3 separate regions of the Sus scrofa genome follow, and all the other regions are linked to region 3. The links are chromatin contacts, called in public promoter capture Hi-C maps. All regions are on one chromosome and are shown on one strand. The core of a region is the stretch at or near the end of the contact, and the rest is flanking DNA. Distances in the headings are between cores, read along the strand shown. Region 1 holds the start of ENC1 (ectoderm-neural cortex protein 1). Region 2 has its middle 120 kb from the start of ENC1. Region 3 overlaps LOC102165717 (a long non-coding RNA gene).

Region 1 (2,700 bases), core at 86-2,585, 250 kb after region 3:
TTCCTATTCTTCGAAACTAATCATGTTAACACTACAGGCCAAATATCTGCATGAGAAGAAACATTTTTCAGAAACCAGTTTTCATTCATTTCCTACACATATCTGGCCGCGGTTAACGCTCTCAAGAGGGGTGTCTGTGCGTGGCCCCGATGCTCCCTGTGCGGGTAAGGATGCAACGTGGACCAGCAATTCCGCGCCCCCCTGCAAGCGCTCTTTGCGTGGAGAAGGGATGGATCGTACCCTGGCTCAGCTCTTCGCTCGCCAGCAGCTCCAGCAGCTCGCCCCGGCGGCGCGCCGCCGGAGGAGGCCCCTCCCGCAATGCCCGGCTCTGCTTGCTGCGGGAGGGCAGTGGCAGACACCCGGTCTCCGCCGGGAGAAGATCTCGCCACCGCCGCCTAGGTCGGAGTTTCTCGCTCTGGGGCGCACACACCCCCCTTGCGAGAGCACACTCTCGCAGGCCGGGCAGCCCTTGAAACCCGCGGCGCCCGCAACAGGTACGCGGCGGTAGAGGAAACTTACAGCAGTGGCGACCGGCCACAGCACACAACCAGCTGGGTTCTTGCCTCGGTCACAGGGCGGGGAGGCGAGGAAGCAGCGATCTCAACCCCAGGGAGCAACAGCGACTGCCGGGGCGAAAGGAGTGCGCATGGGGCTCTGGTTCGCGGGCTGGTTACCGCGGGCAGATCGCCGCGGCCTCAAGATCCCCACACCGCGGACTCTGCGCCCGCCACCCGCGGAGCGGCTCTCTGAGTGCTCTCGGGAGGGGAGAGTGGCCCGCGGCTGCAGGCACCGCGGAAGGAGGCGGGCTGTGCACTCGGGGGAGGGAGCTGGAAAGCGCCGTGCGCGCCGCGGCTGCTTGGCGTCTCGACCCGGTCTCAGCAGCGCCACTGCCGAGCCGCCTTCTCTCCAGCTGCCGGAGCAGTCGGCGCCCAGCGGCCCAGAGCCCAGCTATAAGCGGCGCGGAGGGGAGGGAGGGGCGGGGAGAGATCGCGTAGGCAAAGAGTGACACCAGGGGAGGGAGGGATGAAGGGAGGGAGGGAAGCGCGTGAATACTGCCGGCGGAGAAGGAAGAGGAGGAGGAGGAGGTGGAGGAGGAAAAGAAGAGCCGGAGGAGAGCTTGTCGGGGGAGTTAATCGAGAGAGGAAACGGGGGAGGGGGATGCGGCAAGGGGAGAGAGACAAAGCGGACACAGAATCTCAGCCTTGAGCAGCTGCAGCCCTTGGGGACCGAGATTAAAACAAGTTTTCCCAGATCGGAGTGTCTGCGCCTCTGGCCCAGAGGGGTGCTGAGGGACCCAAGACCAGGGAGCGCAGCTCCGCGTTGTGAGGCCCACGCTGCGAGAGCCTGCGAGATGCTCGGGAAAGGGCGCCGAAGGGCGAGCTGGGTGTCCGCGGCACGCGTCCTAAGCGCGCAGAGCCCGCGTAGTGAATGGGACACCTGGAGGGAGGACAGTGGCTGGGTTAGGACACAATTTTGGATACTCTGGGGGACACTGCAGGTTGGACAAAGCCGGCCTGTAGGGTTTCTCTGTGGCTAGGGACCAGGAAGACTCGAGCCCCTGTCGTCTCCCCCCCACTTCCTCCCTCCCTCTCTCCCTACGCCCCCGCGGGTGCGGCTCCCGCCGCTGGACTCTGCCCCAGGCAGCAACAACCCGGCGCTGTCCGGTAGGCTACCACGTGCTTCGCAGCCAATCGTCGCGGCCGCTTGATTCAAAGCGAACTACTCCAAGGAGCGGCCACGCCGCCTTCTCTCCGTAGCGATAAAGCCTCAATCGCCCTCTCAGACAGGGTCCCTTCCTGTGTTTTATCGCTGATTAGTTCAGCAAAGAGATGGTTCAGCATACACGTTTGAAGAGCCGCATGCCACGAGAAAGAAGGCGATTAGAGAACTAATCTCAAACGGCCATCACTATTTATGAAACCCATTTTTGATCTTAGGACCAAGGGCTTGTCTTTCCCCTGGGAGCTGAAATGCTTGTTTTTCTTTTTACTAGGTATTTGGAGTAAAGTATATGAATGAACTGTAGAGATCACCGGTCAAGCCCCCTCGTTTTGCAGGTTAGCAAACTGAGGCCCAGGAAGATGTGACATATCCAGTTGGAGAGCCTCTTGCAGTGGCCCAGCCCTATGGCTAGAGTGGGGATCCACGATGGAATTTTCTCTCCCCACTCCCCCACTTCTCAGCTTTCTTTTAAATATCAGAAGCAGAAATGGTTTAAACAGTCTAAAGAGGCCCGCCTGGCACACCCTGAGTCTGAAGACTGCTGAAACCGAGACTCTGTCGGTCCTTTATTCTCATCCCACTTCAGGATCCCTCCCGAAAAATTGTGCTCCTTGCAAACAAAGAAAGACAGTGCCCTCTGAAGTCCTTTGTTAGCATTAACTCCTCAGCCTCACCACGAGCCTTTACAAATCTGTTTCATATTTTAATTTGTTATGCAGAGTCTCAGCTCAAGACTGCTTCACAAAGCCAGAGAGGCCAGATCAGTTCCCGGTCAGACCCACGCAAGGGTTCTGCCATCTGCGAGGTTGGACAGGGGGAGTCGGCAAGCATGCCCAGTTCTGAAGATACGGATAAAATCAGCAAAAACCAGACAGATAGAAACACCGCCGTAGACACCAGAGATGGGTGCTGAAAAGCCCGGAGGGAAAAACGTGTAGCTATTGCACATGTCTTTTAAAAACATGTTTCTAGAGCCTG
Region 2 (2,700 bases), core at 92-2,591, 130 kb after region 3:
GGCTAGATACCAAACGGGGGTTAGTCAGCATTTTGAACCTTCTGGTCTAATTTAGAGGACAGTTTACAGAGAGATTCAGTAAATATTTGTGAGGAACCATTAACATTGAGTAAACAATTCAACGCAGTCAAAGAAAAATGTATTGAACTAATTGTAAAAGAAACTCTTGATAAGTACTGAAAATGAATTACTTCGAGATGAAAACAGCCCAAAAAGACTCACAGAAGAATACTACCAGCCACGTTTTCTAAGCATTCTTGGTTATACTATACACAGTTTAGCATCCTGGTCTGTATTTATAAGAAGCACATGTTCAAAAAAAAAAAAAAAAGGCGCTGCTATTTTCACTTGGGGATTATTTCACAGGGAATTCAGTGAGCCAGCCTTTTCTTAGCATTTTTCCTGTTTTAGTCCCCAATAGAAATGGGATTTGACTGTGTGCCCTGCAAGCTGATAACACACGGCTTGCCAAGGTTTGGCACTGTAGTTGCACAGATGAGGTGGGAGGAGGAAAAAGAGAGGAGGAAGCTGGGAGATTTCTTGTCACCTCTAAACAGCAGATAAAGCCGGCCAGGGGACAGGAAATATCTTGGAGGGCTTCCTGGCTCAATTAAAATCCAACCCTGATGAAATATTTTGTTTGAAGAGAAAAATAGCATCTCTCAAGTGAAAACCGTTCAGGACAGCTGCTACAGGCGGGAAGCAGGTGGCCGCGACTACCCCGAGGGCTTCAGAAAGATGAATATTTCAACCTCTCGCATTTCACTCACGTTCAGGGCAGCGTCCTCACACCTGGAGGAAGACAGGGCAGGAAATTCACAAGCCACAAGGCGGGGACTGCCTTCTAATTTGGTCAGAGTAGGGTCTGTTTGTCTGAATCCCCATCCCAGCCCCTCTCTGTTTGCTGTGAGCTCACAGAGACACTGCTTTCGAGTTTCAAAGCCGGCTCCTTCCTCCCCGCATTGCAGAGACATAACATGTCATCAGAACCCAGGGTTTGCCAGAGCCGTGATTTGTTTGTCTAGACTGGCCATTGAACTCTGTTTATTACTAAACATCATGTGGAATGGGCAGCAAATCAAAGAGGTTTCTGGGAACCTGCAAGGCCTGTCAGCCTGAGCACAGCCACAGCTGCATGGGGACCTTCTTCCTTCTCAGTTTGCATAGCCTGGAGGGGTCTACCTTTCCCAGGACCTGGAGGCTGACCACTAGACTACCCTTTCATCTTTTTCCAACACAGGACATGACCCCGGGTCATTGGGAACACCCAGAGCCCCTCCCCACCACTGCTGGAGCAGCAGCCTTTAAGAGCTAGCTATATTCTGGGCTGCAGCATGGAGGGAACATGAACAATGACTAATGATTAACATTTGAAAATGGAACAGTGAAAATGGGAAAGCCTACCAATCAGAGCAAAACAGCCTGCCAAAAGAGCAGAGAACCAAAACAACAGGAATAACAACCCAAAATGCGTAGAAATAATATCCTTTTTTCAAGATGCAAATGTGGCATTTATAAGTTTGGTTTTAGAAAGACAAATAATTGGCAGACTCACAATTATCACTTTTACGGATAATTGTTGCCTAATTTTTAATGAATATGCAAGTTCTCTAAAAGATTTGATCTGGAAGATAAAATGAATTGGAGACTCATGCTTTCTTTAGAAAATAATGTGCAACTTGATTCTTGCAAAGAAAAAAACACCTCTTGGGACTGTAAACTGGTATAGCCACTATGGAAAACAGTATTGCAATTTCTCAAAAAACTGAAAATAGAGTTACCATATGATCCAGCAATTCCACCCCTGGGTACATATCCAGAAAAAAAAGAAGAAAAAAAAAAACCACCAATTTGAAAAGACATATTCACCCCAAAGTTCACAGCAGCACTATTCACAAGAGCCAAGACATGGAAACAACATAAATGTCCATCAACAGATGAATGGATAAAGCAGCTGTGGTACACATACACAATGGAATACTACTCAGCCATGAAAAGAATGAAATAAGGCCATTTGCAGCAACATGGATGGCCTGAGAGAGTATCATACTAAGTGAAGTAAGTCAGAGAAAGGCAAATATCATATGATGTCACTTATGTTTGGAATCTCAAATTTGATACAAATTATCTTATTTGCAAAATAGAAACAGATTTAACAGACATCAGAAAACAAACATGGTTATCAAAGGGGACCAGGGGAAGGGGGGTGAAAATTAGGAGTCTAGGATCAGCAGATACAAACTACTATGTATAAAATAAATAGGAGTTCTTTGGTGGCTCAGCAAGTTAAAGATCCAGTACTGTCGCTACAGCAGTTCAGGTCGCTGTGGCATCGGTTTGATCCCTGGCCTGGGAACATCCACATGCCATGGTGTGGCAAAAAAATAAAAGAGATAAACAACAAAGTCCTACTGCGAAGCACAGGGAACTGAATTCAATATCTTGTAATAACCGGAGTTCCCGTCGTGGCGCAGTGGTTAACGAATCCGACTAGGAACCATGAGGTTGCAGGTTCGATCCCTGCCCTTGCTCAGTGGGTTAACAATCTGGCGTTGCCGTGAGCTGTGGTGTAGGTTGCAGACGCGGCTCGGATCCCGCGTTGCTGTGGCTTTGGCGTAGGCCGGTGGCTACAGCTCCGATTCAACCCCTAGCCTGGGAACCTCCATATGCCACGGGAGCAGCCCAAGAAATAGCAACAAC
Region 3 (2,700 bases), core at 129-2,628:
GGGTAAAACCTGCTGCCTTAGCAGAAGGGTGAAAAAATACACACCCTTCCTCTGATATAGCGTGACTGCTGTAGCATGAAATAGACGTTTATGGAAAGTAAATGGATCCAGTGTTTTGAGGACGCTAAATTCTTGCTTTGTCTTTTCTGCCTGGAGCAGAGCCTTCAGAAAGATGGTTCATGGTGTTCATATTCTCCCTCCTGGGTCATCTCATCTACAGAGGCCAATTTTCAAGCTGTTTCTGGAAGCCAGCCTTGGCTGATATTGTGATGCACACAATTTTATATTTTTTTTTAATTAGGAAGAATTCATAACCTTCCCTGAGGTTGGGAGGCAGAGAGGTGCATCAAAGGTAAAAATCACATCCTGCCTCCTCCAGTGTCCCCCGAGGCTGCAATTGGACATGGTCTCCTTCTTCAGTTCCCGCCCTAAACTGGTGTGCACGGTCGCTCTGTGTGTTAAACAGCTGCTGGGCCTTCTGCAGGCAACTGCTTCTCGAGACTGTGTGAAATGAGCCTGGCTCCTCTGGCACCTCAGCACCTCGGTTCTCGGGCTCATCCTATGCTCCAGTGTACAGGTAGAAATTACATGCTCGGAGCTCAGGATTCTCTTTCCACCGCTTCTTTTGTAAACACCAGAGAGCAGCATTTTATGGGGAAGTGCAGGTTCTCAGAGGCAGGGGTGGGAAGGGTAATGTAATCGGCTGAGTGACCTGAAATTTTGCCCCTGAACCAAAGAAAAGGAAGCACAGCAGGGAGCAGGGGAGACGCAAGGCAGTGCCAAGATGATGCTGAAAATGCAATGAAAAACCAACCACACAGGCGAGTGCATCTTCACTCTGGCTGCAGTTGACAGGGAGCCAAAATTAAAGGGTGGCATGCTGAAAGTAGGCGGCGGGGGGGAGCTTTTTGTTTGGTTTTATTCTGGAGAATCTACTTAAGCTGTTGGACGTTGTAATGTTAAATTGAGGAAGAAGGATTTTGTAAAAAGAGAAAGGAATCTGCTGGAAAAACAAAGAGAGGCAGGGATATACAGAGACAGAGATCCAAAGAGACACAGAACACAGAAAAACAGAGATGGAGAGAAAGGCTGGAAGCAGAGACAAAGACAGGAACTTTCCTTGGCATGGTTCATTTTTTCTAAGTTAGGATGTCGAAACAGAACTCTGCACCTCCCCAGATTAGCGGTGCGCTTAAACCCACTTAATTACTGTGATGGATTGCATACTTGCCACCAATAGCCTTGTTCCCACTCGCCCTGACGACTAATGGGTTGTAAATATGGCCCTTAAAAGGGAAGCAGGTTTGATGTGGCTGTCTGCTCACCTGTGTTAATGACACCCCAAGAGATGGATTAGCTGCTATCTGACTGTGAGTCACTACACTGACCTGGCCTGGCCCTGTCCAGCCAGACAGAGGGCACTGCCCCAACTGTATGCAAACCCAGGCTTTTATCATTCAAAGAAACGTGTCCAGCAGAGAGGAGAGCATTTCTAGCAGGAGCAGAGCTCTGCTTATGGTTTGGTGGGCAATTGAGTCCTAGGGGATGCTTCTAGGCCGTGAGCAGTTTCAGCTGGAAATAACCAAATAGCTTTCCAGGGAAAGCGGCTGAGGAGGAGGGGAATTAATGAGCTCCAAGCAGCACAAGGGTTCCAGCATAACTAACCAACTGACAGTCGCATGGATGGTACCGCAGGGCTGGGCAGGGCTGCCCAACCCAACCCAGAGCTTCCTCCCCAGCCACAATTAAAGTTTAATGCAGTGTCCAAAGGGCATTAGAAAAAAAAGCCCTGTGTGGTACAAGAGAGAAAACTCAATGAACTTCACAGAGAAAAGGTCACGGCGCAGACGCTCCTTCCTACACAGTTGGCCGAGTGGGTAGATTTTGAGGGGTGACCATTAGATCATCTGACCTAGACTGAAGGAAGTCTGAGTCTGGGCCATTTGGGAGGAAAATTGATGGAAATATCTGCCTGATGCCTGGAGAAGCCATTTGTTTTGATTACAGCTGCTGCTATTTTCCTTAAGGTCTGAGCCCACAGGACTGTGAAAAACCAGTGCTCTGAACCAGAGAAAGTTTTCTCTGCCAGCAACTGGGAAGGCTTGAGCTTTGGGCCCCCACCTGCCATGGGGGGCACTGAGCATTCAGGCAAAGGAGAACTACAGTCACTGTCCCATCTCAGGTCTTTAACTTCTAGAGCAGATCATTGTAATAGTACCTCCTCTTTTACACAAAATTATTTTCATCAAAATCTTGAAATGCAATTAAAAAAAAAAAAACTTGGCCAAGAAGAGGCAGGGACATGTTCACAGGCAGTGAAAAATCTCTTTTCTTATACTCTGTATACATAATCTTGTAAATAAAGAAGAAAAAAAGGTTTATTTTATGTATATAAAAGGAAAAACCACCATTTATCTAAAAGTTTCATATCCTTCTTATAGTTTAGACTCTGATCCTTTCTTCATAATATACTGACCATCTTACTTGATGTAAAGAATTATCTAGTAACTTGTTCTTTTTTTTTTTTTTTTAAGGGCTGCAACCACAGCACATGGAAGTCCTCAGGCTAGGGATCAAATCAGAGCTGTACCCCCGGCCTACACCACAGCTCACAGCAGCAACACTGGACCCTTAACCCACTGAGTGAGGCCAGGGATCGAACCTGCAACCTCATGGCTCCTAGTTGGATTTGTTTCCGCT

The links. Promoter capture Hi-C pulls out the DNA fragments that hold promoters and counts their contacts.
Region 1: a promoter capture Hi-C map of liver shows a contact between it and region 3, with 10 times the contacts expected there. The contact joins the promoter of ENC1 here to the enhancer-like site in region 3. A contact is called at or near these places in 2 of 5 promoter capture datasets (fetal liver and liver), 7 of 47 Hi-C or Micro-C datasets (brain, embryonic fibroblasts, liver and 4 more) and 1 of 2 datasets of contacts at active chromatin or transcription factors (skeletal muscle).
Region 2: a contact with region 3 is called in a promoter capture Hi-C map of liver, with 4 times the contacts expected there. The contact joins two enhancer-like sites. A contact is called at or near these places in 1 of 5 promoter capture datasets (liver) and 1 of 47 Hi-C or Micro-C datasets (embryonic fibroblasts).

The regions. Positions count from the first base shown.
Region 1 is chr2:83,690,477-83,693,176 of Sscrofa11.1, forward strand. ENC1 (ectoderm-neural cortex protein 1) reads right to left here and starts at 1,336. Exons shown (of 3, transcript XM_003123701.5): 1 at 520-1,336.
Region 2 is chr2:83,572,525-83,575,224 of Sscrofa11.1, forward strand. No RefSeq gene overlaps it. Among named protein-coding and RNA genes, the nearest start is that of ENC1, 120 kb to the right of the region's middle. Within about 2 kb of position 1,342, at least 20 of the 83 cell types and tissues checked have an H3K27ac peak or open chromatin away from gene starts, as enhancers often do. A contact at or near this core is called in liver, where this site is marked.
Region 3 is chr2:83,443,628-83,446,327 of Sscrofa11.1, forward strand. It overlaps LOC102165717 (a long non-coding RNA gene), which reads right to left. Exons shown (of 5, transcript XR_002341748.1): 5 at 2,683-2,700. Among named protein-coding and RNA genes, the nearest start is that of TRNAR-UCG, 190 kb to the left of the region's middle. Within about 2 kb of position 1,379, at least 14 of the 83 cell types and tissues checked have an H3K27ac peak or open chromatin away from gene starts, as enhancers often do. A contact at or near this core is called in liver, where this site is marked.